Linked DNA regions of Mus musculus: regions 1, 2, 3, 4, 5 and 7 are each linked to region 6. A link is a contact called in public HiChIP or PLAC-seq and promoter capture Hi-C data. All regions are on one chromosome and are shown on one strand. Each heading gives the region's core, a stretch centred on a gene start, on an enhancer-like site or on the middle of the called end of the contact. The rest is flanking DNA. Distances are from core to core; before and after follow the strand shown. Region 1 has its middle 71 kb from the start of Gm23860. Region 2 has its middle 39 kb from the start of Gm33752. Region 3 has its middle 77 kb from the start of Gm33752. Region 4 overlaps Gm33752 (a long non-coding RNA gene). Region 5 has its middle 74 kb from the start of Gm23860. Region 6 holds the start of Tox (thymocyte selection-associated high mobility group box). Region 7 has its middle 160 kb from the start of Gm23860.

The links. Promoter capture Hi-C pulls out the DNA fragments that hold promoters and counts their contacts. HiChIP or PLAC-seq counts read pairs in DNA pulled down with a chosen protein or histone mark.
Region 1: a contact with region 6 is called in an H3K4me3 HiChIP or PLAC-seq map of the SCID.adh cell line, with 4 times the contacts expected there. The contact joins the enhancer-like site here to the promoter of Tox in region 6. A contact is called at or near these places in 2 of 39 promoter capture datasets (hippocampal neurons and liver), 7 of 115 datasets of contacts at active chromatin or transcription factors (DN3 thymocytes, the SCID.adh cell line, acute myeloid leukemia and 4 more) and 2 of 9 other capture datasets (adipose tissue and liver).
Region 2: an H3K4me3 HiChIP or PLAC-seq map of the SCID.adh cell line shows a contact between it and region 6, with 11 times the contacts expected there. The contact joins the enhancer-like site here to the promoter of Tox in region 6. A contact is called at or near these places in 8 of 39 promoter capture datasets (the C10 cell line, frontonasal cranial neural crest, hippocampal neurons and 4 more), 2 of 15 datasets of contacts at CTCF or cohesin (large pre-B cells and pro-B cells), 2 of 484 Hi-C or Micro-C datasets (CD4 T cells and double positive thymocytes), 11 of 115 datasets of contacts at active chromatin or transcription factors (the SCID.adh cell line, SST interneurons, T-cell acute lymphoblastic leukemia and 8 more) and 2 of 9 other capture datasets (adipose tissue and liver).
Region 3: a contact with region 6 is called in a promoter capture Hi-C map of stem cell-derived epiblast-like cells, with 3 times the contacts expected there. The contact joins the enhancer-like site here to the promoter of Tox in region 6. A contact is called at or near these places in 9 of 39 promoter capture datasets (the 3T3-L1 cell line, the C10 cell line, frontonasal cranial neural crest and 5 more), 3 of 115 datasets of contacts at active chromatin or transcription factors (T-cell acute lymphoblastic leukemia, embryonic forebrain and large pre-B cells) and 2 of 9 other capture datasets (adipose tissue and liver).
Region 4: a contact with region 6 is called in an H3K27ac HiChIP or PLAC-seq map of SST interneurons, with 8 times the contacts expected there. The contact joins the enhancer-like site here to the promoter of Tox in region 6. A contact is called at or near these places in 3 of 39 promoter capture datasets (hippocampal neurons and liver), 1 of 15 datasets of contacts at CTCF or cohesin (large pre-B cells), 4 of 115 datasets of contacts at active chromatin or transcription factors (the SCID.adh cell line, SST interneurons, T-cell acute lymphoblastic leukemia and 1 more) and 2 of 9 other capture datasets (embryonic stem cells and liver).
Region 5: an H3K4me3 HiChIP or PLAC-seq map of the SCID.adh cell line shows a contact between it and region 6, with 7 times the contacts expected there. The contact joins the enhancer-like site here to the promoter of Tox in region 6. A contact is called at or near these places in 14 of 39 promoter capture datasets (the 3T3-L1 cell line, the HPC-7 cell line, HPC-7-derived erythroid cells and 9 more), 7 of 115 datasets of contacts at active chromatin or transcription factors (DN3 thymocytes, the SCID.adh cell line, acute myeloid leukemia and 4 more) and 1 of 9 other capture datasets (liver).
Region 7: an H3K4me3 HiChIP or PLAC-seq map of embryonic limb bud shows a contact between it and region 6, with 7 times the contacts expected there. The contact joins the enhancer-like site here to the promoter of Tox in region 6. A contact is called at or near these places in 12 of 39 promoter capture datasets (the C10 cell line, the HPC-7 cell line, HPC-7-derived erythroid cells and 8 more), 1 of 484 Hi-C or Micro-C datasets (CD4 T cells), 7 of 115 datasets of contacts at active chromatin or transcription factors (SST interneurons, T-cell acute lymphoblastic leukemia, acute myeloid leukemia and 4 more) and 1 of 9 other capture datasets (adipose tissue).

What each region holds. Positions count from the first base shown.
Region 1 is chr4:7,748,075-7,751,530 of GRCm38.p6, forward strand. No RefSeq gene overlaps it. Among named protein-coding and RNA genes, the nearest start is that of Gm23860, 71 kb to the right of the region's middle. Within about 2 kb of position 2,092, at least 12 of the 459 cell types and tissues checked have an H3K27ac peak or open chromatin away from gene starts, as enhancers often do. A contact at or near this core is called in the SCID.adh cell line, where this site is marked.
Region 2 is chr4:7,685,674-7,689,195 of GRCm38.p6, forward strand. No RefSeq gene overlaps it. Among named protein-coding and RNA genes, the nearest start is that of Gm33752, 39 kb to the left of the region's middle. Within about 2 kb of position 1,753, at least 15 of the 459 cell types and tissues checked have an H3K27ac peak or open chromatin away from gene starts, as enhancers often do. A contact at or near this core is called in the SCID.adh cell line, where this site is marked.
Region 3 is chr4:7,724,479-7,727,887 of GRCm38.p6, forward strand. No RefSeq gene overlaps it. Among named protein-coding and RNA genes, the nearest start is that of Gm33752, 77 kb to the left of the region's middle. Within about 2 kb of position 1,808, at least 4 of the 459 cell types and tissues checked have an H3K27ac peak or open chromatin away from gene starts, as enhancers often do. A contact at or near this core is called in stem cell-derived epiblast-like cells, where this site is marked.
Region 4 is chr4:7,641,269-7,644,682 of GRCm38.p6, forward strand. All of the region lies in intron 3 of Gm33752 (a long non-coding RNA gene), which reads right to left. Among named protein-coding and RNA genes, the nearest start is that of Gm33752, 5.9 kb to the right of the region's middle. Within about 2 kb of position 1,828, at least 15 of the 459 cell types and tissues checked have an H3K27ac peak or open chromatin away from gene starts, as enhancers often do. A contact at or near this core is called in SST interneurons and hippocampal neurons, where this site is marked.
Region 5 is chr4:7,893,453-7,896,551 of GRCm38.p6, forward strand. No RefSeq gene overlaps it. Among named protein-coding and RNA genes, the nearest start is that of Gm23860, 74 kb to the left of the region's middle. Within about 2 kb of position 1,544, at least 9 of the 459 cell types and tissues checked have an H3K27ac peak or open chromatin away from gene starts, as enhancers often do. A contact at or near this core is called in the SCID.adh cell line, where this site is marked.
Region 6 is chr4:6,988,861-6,992,228 of GRCm38.p6, forward strand. Tox (thymocyte selection-associated high mobility group box) reads right to left here and starts at 1,976. Exons shown (of 9, transcript NM_145711.5): 1 at 1,530-1,976. The coding sequence starts at 1,631.
Region 7 is chr4:7,976,967-7,980,437 of GRCm38.p6, forward strand. No RefSeq gene overlaps it. Among named protein-coding and RNA genes, the nearest start is that of Gm23860, 160 kb to the left of the region's middle. Within about 2 kb of position 1,270, at least 17 of the 459 cell types and tissues checked have an H3K27ac peak or open chromatin away from gene starts, as enhancers often do. A contact at or near this core is called in the HPC-7 cell line, embryonic limb bud and second pharyngeal arch cranial neural crest, where this site is marked.

The DNA.
Region 1 (3,456 bases), core at 842-3,341, 760 kb after region 6:
GCAATTGTGATAAAAACTGCATGGTACTGGTATAGAAACAGACAAGTAGACCAATGGAATAGAATTGAAGACCCAGACATGAACCCACAAACCTATAGTCACTTGATCATTGACAAGGGAGTTAAAACCATCCAGTGGAAAAAAGACAGCATTTTCAACAAATGGTGCTGACACAACTGGCGGTTATCATGTAGAAGAATGAGAATTGATCCATTCCTACCTTCTTGTACCAAGTTCAAATCTAAGTGGATCAAGGAACTCCACATAAAACCACAGACACTGAAACTTATAGAGGAGGAAATGGGAAAAAGCCTTGAAAATATGGGCACAGGGGGAAAATTCCTGAACAAAATAGCAATGGCTTGTGTTGTAAGATTGAGAGTCTACAAATGGGACCTCATAAATTTGCAAAGCTTCTGTAATGCAAAAGACACTGTCAATAAGACAAAAAGGCCAACAACAGATTGGGAAAGGATCTTTACCAATCCTAAATCTGATAGGGGACTAATATCCAATATATATAAAGAACTCAAGAAGGTGGACTCCAGAAAAATCAAATAACCCCATTAAAAATGGGGCTCAGAGCTAAACAAAGATTTCTCACCTGAGGAATACCAAAACGCTGACAAGCACCTGAAAAAATGTTCAGCATCCTTAATCATCAGGGAAATGCAAATCAAAACAACCCTAAGATTCCACCTCACACCAGTCAGATTGGCTAAGATCAAAAATTCAGGTGACAGCAGATACTGGCAAGGATGTGGAGAAAGAGAAACACTCCTCCATTGTTGGTGGGATTGCAAGCTTTTACAACCACTCTGGAAATCAGTCAGGCAGTTCCTCAGACTGGACATAGTACTACCGGAGGATCCTGCAATACCTCTCCTGGGCATATACCCAGAAGATGTTCCAACCGGTAAGAAGGACACATGCTCCACTATGTTCATAGCAGCCTTATTGATAATAGCTAGAAGCTGGAAAGAACCCAGATGCCCCTTAATAGAGGAATGGATACAGATAATATGGTACATTTACACAATGGAGTATTACTCAGCTATTAAAAAGAATGAATTTATGAAATTCCTAAGCAAATGGATGGACCTGGAGGGCATCATTCTGAGTGAGGTAACCCAATCACAAAAGAACTCACATGATACGTACTCATTGATAAGTGGATATTAGCCCAGAAACGTAAGATACCCAAGATACAAGATACAATTTTCAAAACACATCAAACTCAAGAAGAACGAAGACCAATGTGTGAACACTTTGCCCCTTCTTAGAATTGGGAACAAAACACTCATGGAATGAGTTACAGAGACAAAGTTTGGAGCTGAGACGAAAGGATGGACCATTTAGAGACTCCATCCCATAATCAGCCTCCAAACGCTGACACCATTGCATACACAAGCAATATTTTGCTGAAAGGACTCTGATATAGCTGTCTCTTGTGAGGCTAAGCTGGGGCCTAGCAAACACAGAAGTGTATGCTCATAGTCAGCTATTGGATGGATCATAGGGCCACCAATGGAGGAGCTAAAGAAAGTACCCAAGGAGGTAAAGGGGTCTGCAATCCTATAGGTGGAACAACATTTTGAACTAACCAGTACCCCCTGGAGCTCATGTCTCTAGCTGTATATGTATCAGAAGATGACATCGTCAGCCATCAGAGGAGAGGCCCATTGGTCTTGCAAACTTTATATGCCTCAGTACAGGGGAACACCAGGGCCAAGAAGTGGGAGTGGGAGTATAGGGGAGTGGGGGGGGCATATGGGGGATTTTGTGATAGCATTGAAAATGTAAATGAAGAAAATACCAAATAAATAAATAAATAAATAAATAAATAAATAAAAGAAGAGATAGGAAAAATGCTGAAGGAGCCGTTTATCAACCAAGCAGATCCCCCAGAACTCCCAGGGGCTAAACCAACAACCAAAGAGTACACACAGAGACACCCATGGCTCCAGCTGCATATGTAGCAGAGGATTGCCTTATCTGGCATCAAAGGGAGGGGAGATCCTTGGTCCTGTGAAGGTTGGACGCCTCAGTATAGAGGAATGCTAGAGAGGTGAGGCAAGAGTGTGGAGGGCACTCTCAAAGAAGCAGAGTGGAAGGAGAGGAGATAGGGGGTTTGAGGAGGGGAAACTGGGAAGGGAGCTAACACTTGATATATAAATTTAAAAAATAACCAAATATCAAAACAACAACAACAACTACAAAAATAGAAAGTGAAAAAAGAAAAGAGGAACTACATGGTGAAATGGTGCATACCAGTAGTACTGATGCAGCATGGGGACTGAACACTGGAGTCCACACATTTGCAGGCATATGAAGGAAAATCTCCAGGTTACTAACAAGACTGCTGACTAAGAAAATCATCTTGGGATCCCTACTGCTTGTGACCTTGGTTGCCAAAGACAGAGATGGGAAGGGAAGAAGGAAGGAAGGAGGCAATAATATATAGTATATAATTTATAATTTATTTCTGTGTCTTTAAATAGCCTTCACTGGTGTAAGAATTATTTTGATCTGATTTTGGAAAGTGCAAATACAAAAGAGATTCTGTTTTACATCTATAAAGAAACCACTATCATGAAGGGAAAAGACATGACAAGATCAGGACACATGCCTTTATACTACTGCGTATTAACTACAGGGACTTGCTGCACGCTGGATGATTAGCCCTGAGCCTTCTTCCAAACAAGGTGATGAAGAAGGCACCGACTTGAATCTTTACAGCATGATGATTGCATCATAACAGAGCCTCTCCCCACAGACTTTCTTCTTACCAAGAACAATATTTAAGCCTAATATCAAACCATTTTTTTAACTCTAAAGATTTACTGATTTCTCTCATGTGCACAAGAGGTTACAAAATATTCAAGTGTTTTTTCTCCTATTAATCTATCTTTTGTTACAGACAGTCCTAGATAAGACTTCATGAAGAATGAAAGGAAAAAAATCATTTTTGTTCCCGTATAGTTCTGGTAGACTTAAGGATATATGAGAGTTTGAAAAATAGAGTATATTATAGATAATGAACCCACTGTTGCAAAATCTCATGCTAGACCCCTTTGTTTTTCCAATCTGTGGTTATTCCATAAAACAAACAAACAAACAGGGACCACAAACATATCACAGTAAGCACAGTGTAGAATATACACAGAAGACAAAAATTTGTTACCAAGGAAGTGCATACTTGATTGACAAAAATTTTAAGACGATTGCTTTTGGAGGCAAAAGAGAAAACATGGCCAAGTAGCTGAGAAATTCAGAGCACACACAGTGTGTGCACAAATAGAAACTATCACTGTGGCCCTGAGTGGTCTAAGATGACCACAAATTATAAAGTTAGAAAAGGTGTAAAACTGAAAGCAAAACTTCCTGGAGCTATTCAGAACTGGGTTTGAAGAGACAGAAAAAGAATCAGCAAACTTCAGAGAGATCAACTGAAAT
Region 2 (3,522 bases), core at 503-3,002, 700 kb after region 6:
ATTTAATGCTGCCTAGACCAAGTCAATGTGTAGAAGGAAGGATTTATTTGTCTTATGATTCAGTTGGGATAAGAGTCCATCATGGCAGAGAAATATGGCAGCAAGCACTTGATATGGTTCTGGGAACTGCTGGGAATCTCCATTTCAAACACAAGTGAGAAGTAGAAGAGAAGGAATTGAGAAATTCAAAGACCGCCTTCAGTGACTCACTTTATACATACAGTAAGGCCCCACACCTCTTAAATGTACCTGTATATAGCTATCAACTGGGGACCAAGTGTTCAAACACCTAGGCCTGTTTGGAGATATTCTGATTCAAACCATTAACAGACTCAAATTTGAATGATCTGTTTTCCCACCAATGTATGATGCTGTGACTTGGTAGTACTTGTATTATAGTGAAGTTTCATGTGTCATGTAAGTTTTGAGCAATAATACACTTTTAAGAAGTTAGGCCTTAGGCTGAGGATGTAGAAGGGGAAGTCTACTTGAATGTGTAAGCATCTAGCTCACTTCCAAGGAGTGGAAGATGAAAGAGCAGAAAGAGGATTAAGAGGAGGGGACGAAAAGGAGGATGTTGAGTGGTCCAGAAAGCATGTCCTTTAGGAAGGGTTAATGAAGTCAGTTTACACAAGGAGTTGGTCCCCAGAACTGAAGTTTACAAAAAGAACTTGCCCAGTTCTAATTCTCCCTTTTAAAGTGTGTTTATGTTTTTTTTTTCTTTTCTGCTAGCATCTAGAGCAATGTGATGAAGCTAGCATGCAGCCTCTCCAGAAGCAACAGATGACAAAGGAATGCTTTGAAACATGCAGAAATGTTGGCTGATTAAGCCCTAGGAGTTGTGCTATAACAACACAACCTGTAATAAGACAAATATATTACAGAAGTTTAAGACTATATAATAGAATAAAATTAGGCGTGCTATCTAAAATGGTGAAGATTTGGATGTATTTCCGTAAGCCAATTGACTAAGGTGTTTCTTATGTCCTTATTCATATTATTTGAATGTTAGCAGTAATTTTGCCTTTTTTCTACATATTTTGAAGAATGATAGTCCAATTAATGTAACTCATCTCTCATTTTGAAAACTATACTTGTTTGCAAAAGAAAAAAATGTGATGGGACATAAATCACCACAAAAGTGTTTTTGCCAAGTGTTCCATTATACACGGTGGGAAAGACCTCTATGTACTTACCATGTCCTGACCATGCTTACAGGACTTCAGTAACCTGGAACACTTTTGCAAGTCTGTGAAATGGATAAGGGCAGGAAAGGCAGTGAAAATCCACTCACATGATAGGCATGAAATTGGTCCTAAAGCCTTCAGAAGGAAGCCAAACTTGGTATCACCAACCTGGCACCAACAGTCTAAAAGCTGATTTTCTGTCTACTTGGTGAACAGGTTGAAATATGTCATTGGAAAGTGTCAAATTCCAGACCTGAAATTTAAGGATCTGTTAAAGAAGGTCCCTCTGTGGTATCAAGCTCACCACACATTAGGTCAGTCAGAGACTTACAAAAAAGACTGGATCTTCTTTTCTGGTTGCAGAGTCTTCTGTTGGAGGAGACTGAAGCACAGGCAAGTGGAAGCTGTTCTTTCTCTTCAGAAAATGTGAACAGTATTCTGCATTCCTGTGGGAGACAGTCGAGTTAAGATGCCTATACTCCCCAGCTTGGCAGGTGTAACTACAGCTTTCATGCTGTCCCCTGTCAGTTCTGGCTTTGATTCCTTTGTCTTTTCATTGAGCTTTCATTGGTACAGCCTGCCACACCCTGGTACCTCTCTGCATTAGCCCTGAGGTTATGAAAACAGTTGGTAGGAGAGGTGGTAGGAAATAGAACTGTGTGTGCCTGGAGCACAAGGATCTTTCTAACTAACTTTATGAGCAGAATTTTTATTTTAATATCATCATCTTCTTCTTCATCATCCATTTTATTTCCCATTCACTGTCCCCCTCCTGGTCACCCCCTGCCACAATCCTTTCTCATACCCTCTCCCCTTCTCTTATGAGTGTGTGCCCCCTGCCCAGGCATCCTCCCACTCTGGCACATTAAATCTCTGTGATGCTAGGTGTTTCCTCTCCTGTTGAAGCCAGACAAGGTAGCCCAACAAGAAGAACATATCCCACATACAGGCTATACCTTTCGGAATAGCCTCTGTTTCAGTTGTTTGGGACCCACACACGGACCAAGCTGTACATCTGCTACATACGTGTGCGAAGGCCTAGGTCCAGCCTGTGTATGTTCTTTGGTTGGTGGTTCAGAATCTGAGATTTCCAAGAATCCAGGTTAGTTGGTTTTGTTGATCTTCCTGTGAAATTCCTGTCCCCTTCAGGGCCCACAATCTTTTCCCATATTCTTTCATAAGACCCCCAAAGCTCTATCCAGTATTTGGCTGTGGGAATCTGTATTTGTCTGAGTCGGCTTTTAGGTGGAGGCTCTCAAAGGACAACATGCTTCTGTCAACAAGCATAATAGAGTATCATTAATAGTGTCAGAGATTGGTGCTTGTCCATGGTATGGGTCTCCAGTTGGGCCAGTTATTGGTTGTCCATTTCCTTAGTGTGTGCAGATTATATGAATTCAAAGCTTCCTCGGAGATCACTACATTTTGAATATATCTCCAAAGTTCTTATGCTTGTTTGAAACTCAATCTACACATTCACGTATTGGTGGTTTTTTAAAGTGAGGCCTTTGGGATTAAAAATATTACATAAGATCCTGAGTATGAAGTATCCATGATAGGATTATTAGATCTACCAGAAGAAAGAAACCCCAACTTTTATGTTCTCACCTTCTATGCCCTCTCCCAGATAATAAAGCAGCAAGGAGTATCTCACCAGGTGCCAGCAATTTGAACTTAAACTTTGCATCCTCCTGAATTGAGAACCAACTAAACTTTCATTTCGTAAAAATTGCCCCGTTAGTGGTACTGTTGCAGCAGCAAAACCAAAACCTAAGAGCTCGCTTGGGAGGGCTGGCCACACAGATAACTTTCACAACCATTTGGCAATAGTAACCAGAGAAATGGCAATTCTCTGCATATGACTCAAGGTCAAAACAGGCCTTATATGTGTGCTGTATAAATAAGTGTGGGAATAAAATATTCTGCTTATGCTTTCCACCAATAAGCAAATGGAACTCAATGACTCAGAGATGTTGAAAGTACTAAAACACAAACATTTTGCTATGTTCCTCATTTTGTAAGTGGAACGAAAATGGTTGTTTACAGCTGTGTGGCAAAAAGAATATAAAACAGATTTTTTCCTCCTGTATAAGACTAATATAGTCATTACTGAGAAATAAAGAATATGTATACAGCACAATATTATGCCCTAAGTCATTTCCTGGTTAAGATGGGGCAATAGTTTACTGTGGGAGAAATGGAAAGTATAAATGGTGACAAGACTCCAATATGATGGTCTTGATGGAATGTCTCACATATCTTATGCATTTTAAAAGCTCAGCTCATATTTCATTCATGTGAAACATTATGTTATTTTGGCAATACTGTGGTTTTG
Region 3 (3,409 bases), core at 558-3,057, 740 kb after region 6:
GCTCTTAGAATTGTTTTGCCTCTTTTACCACAATCTTTCCTCAAACTTAAGTACAGAAGTTATTTTGAGCTGTATCCATTGGTACTAGTCTCCACAACTCTGCATTTTAATTGATTATAGTTTTCTTTCTCTGTTGCAAAGAGCAGGTTCCTTCATGAGGGGTGAAGACTACATTTACATGTAGGAATGCAGACAAGTATTTAGAGTATTGTTAGGGATGCTAGCTGCCTTCTCTCCCCAGAACATCACAAGGATAATGCATCCTGAGAAAGGTTGGCACCACTCAGACTAGTCTCAGAGGTGCTCACTCCAACATAGTGAACATGGCACCAACTTATTGCAAACTCGGCCTCCTCCAGAGTCACTTTACAATCCCTTTCTCAGGCAGTATTGCTAACTCTGATACCTCTCATTTCCTAGATACAAACCTAAAGAAACAAGTTTAATGAAAACTTGTAATTCATTCTTCCTTTGTGTATTATTGCTATGGCTACTTATTCCTTCAATTATTTTTAAAATGACTCATTTGTGTACTACTGGACTTTTCCTAATCCATCAAACAGGTGGCTTGCCTGCTACAGGGGCAAGCTAGAATATTAATTGTCTGTTAATCTCAGGGAAATTCCCTGTAGTAGACTGTAGCAATAATTCACTTACCAAAGGAGAACTTTGACAACCTAAAACATCCATGCAAAATTATGAATAAATTTAATTGGATGGTTTAAAAATATAATTTCATAGAGCCTGTGCCTGCATCTTTGCTCTTGGGTTCCATAGGCACACTATAGACCCAGCAAATGACACCTATTACCATCAGTCAGTGCAGGACTCCCCTCTGGCTTTCTTTTTATTTGTTTATTTGCTTGTGTATTTCTTTATTTTGCTTACTACTTATAATATTAACTTCTAAATATGTTTTCATTTGTCTAATTTTCCAACTATTTAAATTCATAATCTTGGTGTGTGTGGAGAGGTGTTGCTTGGTTGGGTGGATATCCACAGAAGCCAGAAGAGTACATCAAATCTCCTGGAGGTACAGTTACAAATGGTTATGAGCCATCTAATATGGATGCTGGAAACTAAACTTGGGTCTTCTGTTTCTCTTAGAGAAGAGCAAGCACTATTAATTGCTGAGCCATGCCTCTACCCTCAATTCATGATCTTAAAATGGTCCTCTCCTTTAAAATAAAAGGTTCCTGCACATAGTCTAGGGTGGTGGCTCATTTCTGTAATCTCAGGACTCCCAAGGCTGAGGCAGGTAGACTATTTTAATTTGGAAGGCCTGCCTAGGCTGCAGAATCAGTTCCAGACAAGGCTTGACAGTGGAAATTATTCAACTGTGTCAAATTTGGCAACTAAACACACACACACACACACACACACACACACACACACACACAACTATGGTAAATTTAGCACAAAAACAAAAAAAAAAAACTTTACTAGTATAAGTTGCTATTACAGAAAAGACACAGTAATTTAAAACACAAGCCAAATAAATCAAGGTTATACTGCTTAAGAGAAAAGCTCTATCTTTAATGATATATATGTTCATTACATAAAATGTCTAAAACTGAAAAGTTGAACATCTCTTTTATTGAGGTGTAAAATTATTTATTTTAAAACAAAAAAGTCCATCATATTAAAAACTATGTAGATTAAAACAAACTATGTAATTCTACTGTGAACACTGAAAAAAAAAATGCTGTGAGGATTCTTTCCTTATAACACTGTGCCCCTGTGACCAGAGCAGAGCAGAGTGGAGACCCTCTGGAACAGGAACTCTGAGTCTGCCCCGCCTCCCAGAGGTACTCCTCATTCTTCAGCATAGACAACTGGAGCCCAGACAGAGTCTGGCAGTCTGCTGGAATCCACAACAACAAGCAAGCAAGCAAAAAATGCCTGGAATCTGCAGAAAAAAAGAAATTGAACAGGTATTTCTCTGCACAGAAATGGTTCTGTTGGTCTGTAGAGCCCCTCTGAGACCAGGCTAAGTACAGCTCTTCACTAGCAGAAGGGCAGAAGGCAATTGTCAGCTTTATACAAGCCCACTGCCAGATGGAAAGATCTCTTGAGTAAAGGCACTAGAGAAGAGTGAAGTTTTTGGAAATGTCTTGCCTCAACAGAGGAACTAATTAACTAGAAAAAGGCTATCTGGATGTGCATTCCAAGAATGGAACAGACAGCCCTGAATGAATCAAGAGTTTCTCCGGAACTTCCTTTTCTGCCAAAACAAGATTGATTGCAGAAATGCAAACCATCATCTAGAATATATCTTTAAATAATGAAAGAAATATGATGCACAATTTGAGTAAAAATAAACCACTGTGAACCTCAGACATGAAAAAATATGATGCAACCAGCAGAAAAGAAAAATAATATCATATGATGTTATTACAAAAGCAGGTATTTAACAAGAAATAGATAATAAAGTGGGTATGGGAGGAAAGATGGAACTTCTCTCATTAATGTTCATGAAATTAACATGGAAACAAATTGGACGAGGTCTTGGGAAGAGAAAAGTGGAAGTTATCAATATAATCTACAGAAATTACGTGCATAGAAAAGAGACTGAACCACCAATCTAGGTCATGGGATGGACCTAGGCCCTTTGCATGTATGTAGCAGATTTGCAGTTTGTTCTTCATATGGGTCCCCTAACAGAGCAGGGCTGTCTTTGATACTCTTGTGAGCCTTTTGATCTCTTTCCCATAAGTGGGCTGCCTTGTCTGGCATCTCTGGGAAAAGACGTGCTCAGTCATGATGAGACTTGATGTACCAGGATGGGTAGGTCTCCCTGTGCAGGGCCTCCCCTTCTCTGAGAACAAGGGGAGGGGAAATCGAGAAAGGAGTGCGAGAGTGGGTTGGGAGGAGAGGGGGGCATTTCAATCAGGCTGTAATGTGAGTAAATAAAGTAATTAATGCAGAGAAAGAAAGAAAAAGAAGTAGAAAGAAACAAGACTCACTGTGGACCAAACGGGCTACAGCAGGCAAGCAAAATGGCCCCGCAGAAGTACTCGATCAAGAGCCAGAGTGAGGTAAAGTTATAGGGGCCCCAAAGGGTTCTCACTGGATCAAAGCTGCAGAACAGAACCAAGAGATTAGAAAACTCAAAGCACAATAAACATAAGCAAATTGGAATCTTAATCTGGATAAAGAAAATTTGAATGCTTTAAAATTTATCTTCTCCAAAGTTAAAATGAATGTGGTTTGGCCTTTAAAATATTTTAAAAATGTATATTAATCACATCATTTGGCATTTTTACTTTAATGCAATTATTTCTGCATTTTTCAAGTTTAAATAATAGGAATAAGTGACTATATCTATATTTTATTGAGTTTAACTTTCACATGTTTATAATTTTTCAATATTCTGAATATTTAAAGACAGTTTAAATTGTTCATGAGT
Region 4 (3,414 bases), core at 578-3,077, 650 kb after region 6:
CTGTTTCCCTTTGTGTCCAGCAGAACATTTTGCCATTATCAAACATGTAGTGAGATCTTTTATCTATTAGATCATCCATGTTGACTTAGAGAATGAAGAAGAAGGAAGAGTGTCCATTCCAGGGAGAATATAAGGAAGTGTGGTAGTTGCCGAGGTGACATAGGAGGTAGGAGTGCTGATACAGGAGTGGAAATGAGAGCGAATTGGATGAAAGAACACACAGTGTCATTGAAAAAAATTCCCAGATTTAGAAGCTGGCTGTGCTTTCGTTAGGCAGGTAGGGGTTTGAGTGCTTGACTGGAGCTTTAAAGTAGACAGTAGAGTCGGCACACCAGAAGAGTTAGGACTTGTGGATTAAAAATACTGTGCAATCTTTTCTAGGACTGTCTCATACATCAAGTAAAGGCAGTGTCTGGTGGCACTGAAGAGTAAGTATAGGACAAGATAAGGAGGTAAAGAAATACAGCACACTAGAGAGCCTTGACGTGCTCGATGCTCAGGAGCTCAAAGTGAAGAAAAATGTAAAACAGAAATCATATTCTCTTTTTCCAACTCATCAAAATTATCATTTGAAAGATCTCAAAATTTTATCAAAACGTATTTTCAGGGATTTTTTTTTTTTGCATCTAATGTAAAAGAAAGAATTAAACTTTGTTTTGGGTTTCTGTTAATATAACAAAATATTTTTAAAATGTAAATTTACAAGGAGGTAGATAAAGGGAGATGTTTATTTTTTTTTTCATAGGTTTGGACAATTTGGCCAGTGGTTGGTCTGTGCTGTGGCTGTGCATCATAGTCCAAGGTGTTTAGTGGAGGAAATCTATTAGCTTCAAGAGAGAGAGAGAAGCAGTTCCAGGGTCCTACCATACCTATAAAGGGTATCTCCACAATGACCACAAGACCATACCTGAGGTTTTACCCTACACTTTTAGCACTTTTAGCACCCTACATTTTTTACATTTCTATGATAAAAATCTGAAAGTTAGCCCATGAACACACAGGCCATTTGGGAGACACTAAGATCTAAACTATTCAGTCTTTTGTACAAGAAAGAATTCTAGCAAACAGGAGTTGTTGGGAAAGCGTCCTTTTCTTTTTCCTATATTAAAGAACAAGGAAACATAAGAGAAGTAAAGATAGTTTTTAAATAACACTCATTCATTCTAGTTGTAATTTCTGCTCTAGCAAAATCAAGTTAAATAGTTTCATTGTGCAAATTATAATGATAAATGAGCAAAGATTAAAGGAAGAAAAGCACATTTTGATATATATATAGTTATATTTGTTGAAAACCATGATGTTTTTAAATGAAAACCCAAAAGAACAAGTATATGTCTGCACCAAATTAAATGAGTGCTACACATAGAACTGGATTGTTTAATACAATCCATAAAGAACTACTCAAATCAATGAAGAGAAACATGTGCAGAACAAAAATCTTGATATGTTTTTTCAAAAGATTAAAATGCATTTCCTAAAAGTAAAATCTCATGACAATAGGCACTTGTTTAGTGCTGCATCACTGAATTAATAAGAACACAATTTTGAATTCTCCTTCAAAATGTGTTCAACTGCTCTAGAAATTCATGGATACACCAGACCCCTAAAGCTCAGGATTAAGTCCAGCATAGTTTTGAGAAGTTGGCAAAGATGCTTTAAGAGCAGCAAACAAATGTATGCTCATGGAATGTTCAAATGCATTTGATGTTCTCACAAGAGAAGAAGAAAGAAGCCCGAGTCCCCCTCCCCTTCTCCATGCAGCCCCACTCCAGAGCTGAAAGCAGTGCACTCTTTCAAGTTCCCATCTCACCACGGTGTCTTTGTGCAGGCCTGCGCTAAACCTCTTCAATACAGATGAACACAAAATACCGGCATATTTCTCATTATGCAAGCAAGCTCCCACATACAAATTCGAAAGGAAAGCAGAGAACAGCTGCATTCCACTTTTTTCTGGCATGAATAGGGCCTTTAATATCAATACTGAAATGGAAGTGATTAGTACTATTTACTGAATTTTAAAGCACCTTGGGATGTTCAGCCAGACAGTTTATTTGATTGGCTGAACATGCGGACACCTCATTTTGGGGAAAATATGTTGGCAAAGGCAAAGAAACAGCTCTCTGGCTGCTTCACACACATTTTCAAAGGATTGGAGCAGGCATTTTTTCCTGCTTTAAAACGATGCTCTTACAAAGACTATATGCTCTTTCAAGCATTTGGGGTCATTTCTAACTAAGCACTCTTTTTAACTTTAAAATTAGGAGTATCGAAGACAATCATTTCAATTGGCTCAGCTTACAGAAAGCTTTTACCCATGTTGCTTTGAGGTAGATCAATCAGGGTAGGAATTATCCATTTAGGTAGTGGAATACTGACATAATGAATATTGCAGGTTAGTACCCCTGTGCATTATACTGATTTGATTCAGTTCTGATATTAAGTGTTTGTTGGTGAACGATTTGCTTTTAAAAATATATATCCAATCTTTTCATTTTCTCTTTCTCTCTATGGGTATTTGACATTTGTATCTACAGCACATTCAAGCTTGTCCAGAAACCTAAAAGATGAAGGTCTAAGTTCCCAGAAGCCAGTGTTAGAAGGGTGATAGGATGTGTTCTTTGAAACTTGAGTGTTCCCAAGCCCATGTGTTAAAGCTATGGCTAACAGGGAACTTCCTGGAGGAGATAGAGTCTGCTGGAGTTGAGGATTTCTAACAGACCTTACCTCCTTGTTTCTGAGTTGACCTGGATATATTTAACCAAAATGTCATTTAAATCCTGCTAGAATTTAAATATTTTTTAAAAAATGTACCCATTACTAAATAGTTCAAAAGTGTAAATAAAAACTATCAAATGTAGAAGACAATAATTTTGCCACCTGACAGTGCTTATAGATATTTCACATTTGAACAGTATAATACATTCAGATACTTAGCCAAGACAGACAAATTATTAAACCAAGGATTATGGGAATACCCATATACAGTGAAAAATTAAACCTGTAGTTCTATCCATGCCTTCAGCTGACTGAAGTACAATCATCCATAGCTAAGAGAGAAGCTTTGGCTCACAGGGTGCTGGGAGGCCCTGAGATACGCAAAGGCTAAGGCTTCCAGGTTTCCTGTTCAAAGCAATGTCCCCAGTGTCCCTTCTCTCTTTAAGAAGGCTCTACACCCTTCCAGTAGCTCCACAAATTGAAGCCACACCTTTAATACAAGACCCTCTGGAAGACTTCTTAGATCCAGGCCACACATACACAGGGGGAAATATTTTAGTAGCAAATGTCCATATTAAAGAAGAAGAAGAAAAAAAGAGATCAACCTAAGAATAGATCACAATGACTGCTCACTTTAAATAACTAGAAATTTAAAACTAAACTAAATCCAAAGTAAGCAGAGGAAATGATAGAATTTAA
Region 5 (3,099 bases), core at 294-2,793, 900 kb after region 6:
TTATTACCCTATTCTAGAGTTCGAAAGCAACTAAAAGTGTATTTTTTCCGATTACTACAAAATAGTTTTGACACTTAAAACCGAGCTTCCTCACGGGATTGCTACTCAGTTTGGAGAAATGGAAAAAGTATTTTTTAATCTTGACTAAATTGCAGTCTTCACTGAATATGAATGACCTTAGAATCTTCATGATTCATTTAATACATACATGAATAATTTTAGAATTGGAAATCACTATGCTGGCTATGCTTTTGGTTGATGTTTTTGGTTAATGTAATGTTCAAGCTCAGTGTTTCAATCATAGGTGATTTTCCATATCTCTGCCTTATTTTTCCATGGAGATTTTCATTGAATCATTCTCAGTTAATTTTTAAAGCATATACTTACATATTTCTAAAGTCATATAATACATTCTACAATAAATTCTCAAAAATATACGGGTTCATATTTAAGCATTTGTAATTAAAAATGTTTTATATAATTTTTAAACTTTGATAAGCTTGCATTAGTAACTATTGTTATTCAATTCACACCCAACATCTTTTCTTACCTAAATTAAAGCCTTATTGGGGGCATTCATTCAAGCTGTAAGTGTTTTCTCTAGTGAACTACCAATTCATTTCCCCCACAGCATGTTCTAATTTGTGCTTCTAGTGGTTTGTAGAAGCATATGGAGACCAACTGCGGTTATGTTTTGAGATTTTCTCTACAAAACACAGTAATTGCTTTTGTTTTGCTGATTGCTCTTGAAGACAGTTTCAAACCTTTTCAACTCTGCCTTTATTCCCCAGGTTTTTAATTGGAGACCCTTTTCTGTCGTGTCAGGTGGATTCCTAGGGATGAGCTCATTGGATGGGGTTGCCTAATCTGTCCAGACGGTCGATGATCTTTAAGAAGTATCAACCCCTTGCTCATAACTGACAAATTGTTCCCAGGTATCAGACATCATCAGACCTGTTTTTTCCATAGTGCTATGAACACAAAAGCAGAAGAAGCATAAAAGGTAACAAGCCTTTTGTAACATGAAAGAGAAAGCAAGATTGGCATATCTTTTGCTTGGGCTTTCTTCTGGATGGGGACAGGGAATGTAGTGGCAAAAGATGCAATAATACAAGCATCTTTCTGATTGATTAAAGTAGAGAAGTGTGTTCTTTGGTTCATAAATAATGCTCTATTACTTTTCTTCAAAGACAACTAAACCTTGACAGACTGACCTTTTCCAGGGCCCGAGTTGTTTCAATGCCATAAATTATACTGTAAAATGACTGAAGATGCAACTGAGGAGTGTGTGACAAAATAAGATTAAAGATTACTGCACACAAAAGATTGTTGTTTTATTAATGGATTCCTGTCAATGGATGAAAAATTCTCAGCCTTCCACTGGATCCTGAGATCATGTAAGGTGGAGAATTAGGAGGGCATTTCCTAAGAGCTACACATATCCAAACAGCAATATCCCAATTAGCATATTTCTCCCTTCTGAATTGCATTGTCTCCTGAAACAAATGTTGCTATTGTAGAAGAATACTGTAACACCCACTGTCATTTACTCTCAGAGGCTGGCTTCTGTTGACCACATTGACTAGCTCCCACACCACGAACACACATTTTGAGATCAGAGGAAACATTTTGCAGAACAGAAGCTTCTATGTTGTCTTCGTCGGTGTGTTGAGAACTGCCAAGCAAGAGAGCATATGGCAATGTAGTAATTCTGAAACCATTCATTTATCTGGTGAGCATTCAATGTGACAAAGCCATTCGTGTCACTTTAAAAAGAGAAAAAAAATAACCTCATGGCAACTAAAGCTGTAAGCAGGGCCCTGGAATTCTCTCTCAGTACACATTTCTAATTTTATGAATTAAAAAGATCTTCTATAACATCAATTAAAATCCAATGAAAGTTATATCGTGTCTACTTAAAGGACTGGGCATGCAATGAGTGTTGAGAACTGTTAAGAGTCTACATGTTATCTGAATACATAGATTATTTCTTCCCCTGTGTTTCTTGGGTCATTTTGGCTGTTGTTTTAATTATACCTGCCCAATTTGTCATTAAAAGTAAGACTGTATATTCAAAACACTGTCTATGGCCTCTCTGCAAGTGTAACTGCAATCAAAACAAGCAAGCAAACAAATTACTCGAAGTATCTAGACCATGTTAGCAAGACAGAGTGAAAAAGAGAGCAAGAAAGAAAAGCGGGATTTACAAAGTGGGATTTATATCATGAAATATATTTCAAACAATAAATTTCAACTCTAAATTCCAAACAGGATTTAAGACTCTTTATCCTGTGGCAGACACAATGGGCTAACACAGAACTGAAAATAAAACATCACCCTATAGAAGTGAATTAAGATTTTTGAAACTTTGCTTGGCATTTGATCTAGGATGGCACACTTCAGCAGTAACACGGCTCCTTGTTAGATAGGGCATATGCTCAGCATGGCAGGCTGTTATAAATCATGCCTTGCCACCAAGAAAAATAGATACACTGGCTCTGCACAGCTTTGTCATTCTTTATAACTAGAAACAGGGTATCAGTGCTTCCTTCATTAGAGTAAGAACAAGAATGGATGCCTTAATCCACAAACACCATTGTAAAGATGGGTGTCAGGAAGTCAACTGACAAAACAATGAGATTAATGTGGCAACGAGCATCCATCTACTTCCCAGACATATTCTGCTTAATGCACATGGAGGGTCATGATGTGGTGGGGCTATGTTTGCATGTCTTTTCATTTTGTATAGAAAACAGTGCTTTTTATCTACTCTTTCCAGTATGCAGTCTGTTCACATAGTGTGTAAACCATGTGAGGAGTAATCCAAGTGTTCTAATTTTGCATTGGTCAAACTACAAATCAAAGATATTAAATCATATGGGTTTTGTACCCTGATTCATCTTGGGGGGAAATATAAAGATATAGATCCTATGTTGCTCCCATACCTTCTGAATTCTTCTAGAATATTTAACAGGATGTGATAATTTTTTTACCCTACAGGATGTCAGGCAGGGCAGAAGGGGATAGCATAAATTAAGAATCTTCACATTATAATTGGACTTAGAAAACACCCATGGTGGTGCGCACTGTAATCTCGAC
Region 6 (3,368 bases), core at 726-3,225:
CTGGCCTCAAGACCTGTATTACCCCTTTGCCTAACTACTAACCTTTGCTCACAACTCTTACTGAATATTACAGTGGACATGGCACCCAGTTGCTTCTCTGTGGCGTGACTGTAGGCTTTGTAACTCACAGCTGTGTGTGTGTGTGTGTGTGTGTGTGTGTGTGTGTGTGTGTGTGTGTGTGTGTAATAATCAAGACTGAGAGCTGAGAACTACTAGCCTGTATGGTAGTAGAGAGTCCAGGAGGCAGGGGTGCTAAACACCTCTACATCACGTTTTAAAGTGAGGACTCCTCAGGAGACAAATGTTGGGAGTTTCAAAGACTTTCCCCAAAGAATTAATCTACTTGTCAGTGAAGTGCCTGAAAGGACTGGAAGAATCTGCCGGGGGTTTTTATCAAGCAAGAACTGGGAGTCCAAAAGGCTTGCCATGCATTTCAGAGACCTTCTTGTCCCCAGCAACCTCTATCAGCTAGGACTGCTTAGACAAATCCACCAAGCCCCAGGAGAGGAGAGATGTGGCCTGTGGCTGCTCTTGGAGACGATCCCTCCGGTCCCTCCGTGTCCCTCTCAGGTTTTGCGTGCATGAAGCCAGGAGAGCAATTACTTCCCTAGAAACTCCTGGCTGTCCTATCCTTGGGCCAAGCTGAGCTCCGGGGCAGCTTCGCCAGAGTTCTCATTCTGGATCACCAGCATTAAATACCTTTCCGCTGTCCTGTGTGGCCCAAGTCAGCAGACTATGATGTAGCCCAGCCAGGGACCCTGCTTCAGCCAGGCAAAGAGCGTCGGAGCTTTACACTTGAATGCAAAGCGCTAGCTTGGCTTCCTGTAAACTTGCTATTTCCACACCCCACACCCCCCAAACGAGATCTGTTCCCCCAAATCATAATGCGACTAGCCCACAGCGTCCTGGTCTCGAGGGCCAGCGTCCGAACTCCAGTTCGGCGGCCGGAACAGAAAACAAAAGAGTTACAGAATAATTTTCACGGTGTGGGAACGCCGGATCCTCCGGGGTCCCTGCACCCCGACTCCTAGCTGCTCCTCTGGCAAGTGATCCGGAGCAAGGAAGCGATGCCACGAGCCCCCGCTGTCCAAGAAAGGGAGGGAGAAGAAGGAACTAGAATATAAACTGAATTCTCCTACTCTGCCTCAGTTCCCAGACCCCAGACACACCCCCAAAGTATTCCGTGGGTTTTCTCTCTCGATCTCTCGCTTTTTTTTTTTTTTTTTTAAATGTCTCCCGGCAAACCTAAGCAGGGATCCTTAGTGGCGAACAGCAGGAAGGAAAGAATCCGAGCAAATCGTGTCACTTTCCGCACAATCGCGTTGTTTGGCAAACCCCCGGAGCTGCTCCACAATATTTACTACCCGAGCGCACGCAGCGCCGCCGCGGGCTGCGACCGAGCGCGCCCGGGACGGGCCTCTGCGAGCCGGCCCAGTCCGCCCAGCGGGCCCCATCGCGGTCCAGCCACCGCTGCCCCCCTCCCGGGATCGAGCCGCCAGAATCGGTGCAGACAAAAGCAGAGTGTTCACCTTGTTGCAATAGTAGGGGTCCAGGCAGGGAGAAGGTCCCAGACAAGGAGCGGCGGGCGCAGCAGCGGGCTGGGCTGGAGGAGGATAAAATCTTACGTCCATTTCACTCTCACATCAAGCAACTCCTTTTCTTTTCCTTTTTGAAAAAAAAAAAAAAAAAAAAAGTGCTCAGAAAAAAAAAAAAAAGCTCAGACGGAACAGAGAGGCGTCTGGGCTCAGGAGTAAAAGAAACACCTTCCTTCCCTCACATCCGTTTGTGGTTTGTTTAAGAAGAGGAAGAAAAGAGAGAGAGAAAAGAGAGAGAGAGGAAAAAAAAAACAGAGGGTGGAAAAGCGCTCAACTCTCCCCCCCAAGCCGTGGCGCGCACCCGTCCACACCGAGCGCGCAGCCTGCCTGGTCCGCTCGGCCCCGGCGCTGTCGGCCCGCCGCCGCCGGGCAGGTAACTTCACGCGCTCATTGTCCCCCCCGCCCGCCGCCCCATCCCCGCCTCCCGCGCCCTTCGCCGCCCGGCACTCGCGCTCGGGCTCGGGGTACTGGGCGTTTTATTGGAGACTCTGCCTTGCTTTGCTTTTAGTTTTTCTCCACGTTAGAGGCCTGGGATGGGGGAGTGATGGAGTGTGTGTGGTGTTGCAGGGGAGATCAAGATCGGAGGACACTAGTGCCCCGGACCGGCGGGGTGCCGACAGAGGCTGGACGCGGCCCAGAGGGTACAGTTGGGGACCGAGAACCAGGCGAGGGACAAACGCAGAAGAAGGGAATGCGGCTCGATCAGTAGTGGCGGGACCCCGGGCAGCGTCAGTGCCCCAGTCAGCACCCCCGGGTGGGTGCCATGGAGGTGGATACAATCACACAAAGGGGCTGGAGAGACTGAGCAAAGGCTGACTGGGGCACCGTGGGGCTCGCACAGCAAGGGGGCGCTGTGGCGCACCCCCGCCCAGCACCCGCAGCCCCACCCCCGCCCCACCCCATTCTTTGAGCCCCCCACCACTTACTCCTGCCCGCTAGCTGCACTGCCAACCTCTGCCCCGCGCGGGAGGTAGAGGAGAGGCTGTCTTGTGGCGCTGCTCGGGAGCCTGCAGGGAGCGCAACCTCTGCCCCATTCTAGTGTGCAGCTGACCAAGGGACCCCAGTTGATCTCTGTGCGAGGAGCGGTGCTCCTGGAGTTAGTGCTCAGAGAGCCTCGGCATTCGGCTTTGGTTCTCAGTGGGAGGGTTTGCAGAGGCTGAGCCTGCCCTTGCGGGACTAGCAAAAAAGACTCCAGGGGTGCTTAGAAGGGTAAATAAGGAAACAGTTATCAGCACACCATGCGCTACAGGGAACACATCTGGGCTAGTTACTTGCCTCTTGGAATTATACTTTCACTGTTGGATTCCCAGTAGCACTCTTGGAGCTCCACTGCCCACCCCAACCTTCACGAATCAGCTGTCTGCTTCCCTGGGCTCTCTTTGTTGGTAGGATAAAGATATCATCCATATTTTGCTTTACTTCGTCAACCCCAAAAACTTGCAATATTGTGTCCCCTGGCATCTGGGAGAGTTTTGGGACCCTGATGACTGTCCAGCGGACATCTTACGTTCTCCCTGAGAAAGACTTTAGAGAGAAGTTAATATAGGGGTGGGCAATGTTTACCTTTCAAGGGTGAATTCCTGATTGCTTCACACCTTAGGGGCCTAAGACCCTGTAAAAAAGTGGAAAATTCATGTCCACAGGTATCTGTTTCTGGCGTCAAAGAATATATGGAAACAGTCTTGTTACCTCCCATCCCCCACCCCAAACCGTTTTTAGTACATGGTGGGTAATAGCCAGCTACTCTCTAGCTCTCTGCAGCCTTTTCCAGGT
Region 7 (3,471 bases), core at 20-2,519, 990 kb after region 6:
CCAGGATACTCAAGACAGAAGGATGCTTATTTCCTCACTCTAAGTCATCTAATAGTTTCACCTTCCCTGTATCACAGTAACCCTCCCCACATCTGTATCCACACACCTACCATTCACAGGCCCCTTCCGCAGATGAGTCAGTTTTATTGAATAACTTACTGTATTTTCCATGCCTGTACCTCTGCATTGCTTGCCCACAAGGAACTCTGATGGACTCCTCAGTTTTCCATCCCTGAAACTATATACTATGGACAAATTAAGCAGAACCAAGGTTCATTGTGAGTCACTCTTTCAAAGACTACCACCCCACCCCTATTGCTGCTCATCTCATGGTGGCTGACAAGAATATAGTGGGGATAGACTGTCCTAACACCTCTCTTAGGAATGTATCCTCAATAGCCCACCATCTCACTAGGCCCAGCCTTCTTTTTTTAAAAAAAGGGGTTCTACCAGCTCCCAATTGGGTCAGCCTGAAGATTAAGCTTTTAACACATGGACCTTTGGGGGATATTTCAAATTCAAACTGTAATATCTGAAAAATGAGAACCATATTTACACTACCATTTCATTTTCTCTAAGAAATGAAGTGAGCTGTATTTTATTTCATTCTGTTCACCATATGATGAACGTTAGTTTCCAAATATTTGCCTACTAAATAGTAAAGGATCATTTTAGACGTTATACTAATTCCAAATTGATCTGTGGCTATGGCTGGCATAGGTACATCCATTTATATAAACTGTAGTTTCTTTACCTATGGTCCAAATACTATAAGATTTGAGATAGGACGTAAGATAAATGGCTAGCATGCCAGCAACCTGAACAAGAATACAATAATTAAGCTGCAAGACTGACTGGTGCCCTCTCACCCACTTCCTTTCTGACAGAAGTCTAGTAGCGCCCCATGCAGTTAACTTCCTCTCCTCTCGTGGTTGTTGCAGCGGGATGGAGATCGCATGTCATTCATAACAAAAGCTTCACTGGGGAAAACAGAACATCCCAGCAATTGTTAACACAGAGTGTTTAAAACAAAACACAGTTAACACTATTTTTGTCTAATAAAATTCTACCTCTGTCAAACAAGGAAGAAGGCATGTGCCAAGAACTACATACCCTGCCACTTTTACTTTTATGATTTTGGAAGCCATTAAGTAACTAGGAAAAAAAAAATGTGAAATGTAGCCAAGTAGGAGAGAAAGGGGTCTCTGTGTCTTTAAGCCAGGAAGAAAAATGAAGGCCAATCATTCTGAATGTGTTGCTTTAGTCATCTGGTTTCATTCTATTAATGACCTTTAACATCTGCAAAAATATTGTGAAAAGCTAATTTTGTTTGTACTGAGGTGGTGCAGAACAGTTTCTGGCTGTCACTCTAGGGTATGCTATAAAATAAAATTGTCATTCTGGGAGTTTGACAAAAGCCTACTGTATAGATTCAGTTTATTTACAACATCCAGAAATGAAAAGAAAACAGAATTTTACAACACTCCAGCATTCGGAAAATGAATAGTGTGTGTATATGTGTGTGTGTGCTTGTGTGTGTGTGTGTGTGTGTGTGTGTGTCTGTGTGTGTGTGTGTGTGTGTGTGTGTGTGTGTTTGTGTATGTCTGTGTCTGTTTTCCATACCACATACAAATATATACAAATACCTTCCCATGGCCAAGGTTGTTTTTTTTAAATGGTTCAAGTCATATAACAGAAATTTTAACCAGCAAAACTTCGTAATCCATGCTGTGCTGTTAAAATGTGAGTATCTTCAGCAAAGCAGGTTAGATTTTCTTTAGGACCTCAAGAAAGGAAAAATAGCCTCCTTTCCTCATTCCAACAAACTTTATGCTTCCATTAATTAAATAGGAATCTTAGAGAAAAAGGCAGTGCCCTAAAATCATGCCAAGACGCCATGTAAAAGAATAAATGTGGTCATACTGGCTTCGTCTTTCGTATTCACCTATTGTAGGGTCCAATTTTGTGATTGATTTGCTGACTCTACTACACAATTTTTTTCAGGTTTAAAGAATGAGGGGTTTCCTATGCAGAAGTTGGAGAGCATCATGTGCTCAACTCAGATAGCAAAACACAAATTCCGAACCAGGGCCTCATGGGTAAACCCTTGCATCCACTTAGACAAAGCTCACATCTAATAATTAAGCTTCCTGATAACACATCAACTATAAGGCCAAACACTGAGTCATGATGACTTCTAAGGAAAGGTGCCTACTGCCTTCAACATCAGCAAACTATTTCGACAAAGGATGACTTTTCAACCATCATCAGACCTCAGCTTACAAGATTCTTCTTTGCTTTTTCCTTGAGGCCACAAAGACTTTTTTCTCTATTTCCTTTTTCTTTATACTTAAAAACAGGATAATATGTCCATTTCTATTAACAGACAGCCTATGGCATGATGTATGACTCACCCACTGCCAAGCGTTGAGCAATTTATAAATAGAAGTATGGGGCAGGTCTGAGGAAGGAAACAAAACCTGAGAAAAGAGACAGATGATAAGTAGAGAGCTACAGGTACTCAGGTATCTTAAAAATGACCAGAGTCCCTAGAAACAATCCCCTCGCTGTCTGGATAACCAATAGTTTGGAATTTAAAATGTGGGCTCACAGGCTTAAGCAGAACTTCCAGCTAGATATCATGGTATCCACAGTGGACATTTTAAGGACCATCAAGGCTCAGCCCTTCACACAATGTGTTTTAGTTTTCGAGTTATTCAGTTTGATGTCTAATTCTATCTCTGAGCACGTCGTCATATTCCTCTCCCAGCATCCTGTCTGAGCCCCCAAAGCATTGGGAAGGAAAGAGCAAACTCTTCCCACCTACACTCAATCGCCTTCTGCTCGCCAGTCTTCAGTCAGCCTCACTCGGGATTCTAACTAATTGTAATAGAGGAAGCTTTCCTCAATGGTGCTGAACCAGATCCGCTAATGTAGAATTCTGTGCCTGGCTGGGAAGGGACAGTAATCTGTCAGCAGCCTTCAAGGCAGTTAACATCCGCTCGTGATGAATAAAGCTTCGTTTTAACCTTCCCTTTCTGGTGGCTGCTTCTTCCCCAACTCTGTTATCATAGCTCTGCTCTTCCACATCAGCACAATGAATGAATGAACTTCAGATTGATGTATTTTCTTTTCATCGCCAAATATGTACAGTTCCATAATAGGCCATCTGTCATTTCGTGATTCGATGTAGACTACAGTGCCCTAAAGTTTTGTTGTCATAGCAACCACACCAAAGTCTCCAAAGCAAATGATAATGATTCTTGATCTGACGTTACGCTCAACAAGGGGTATCAGTTAAATTTCAGTGAGATTTGAGTTTTTAATCATGTGTCCTGCTTAGGATTAATGCTTAACCTGTACAATTCAAACTTCCACCAACCTCATTATAATATTATTTTCAAGAAAAGAACAAGAGTCTCCTATAAGCTGGGATTTTTTTTTTCATGCTTTAGATCATTCAGAGGGAAA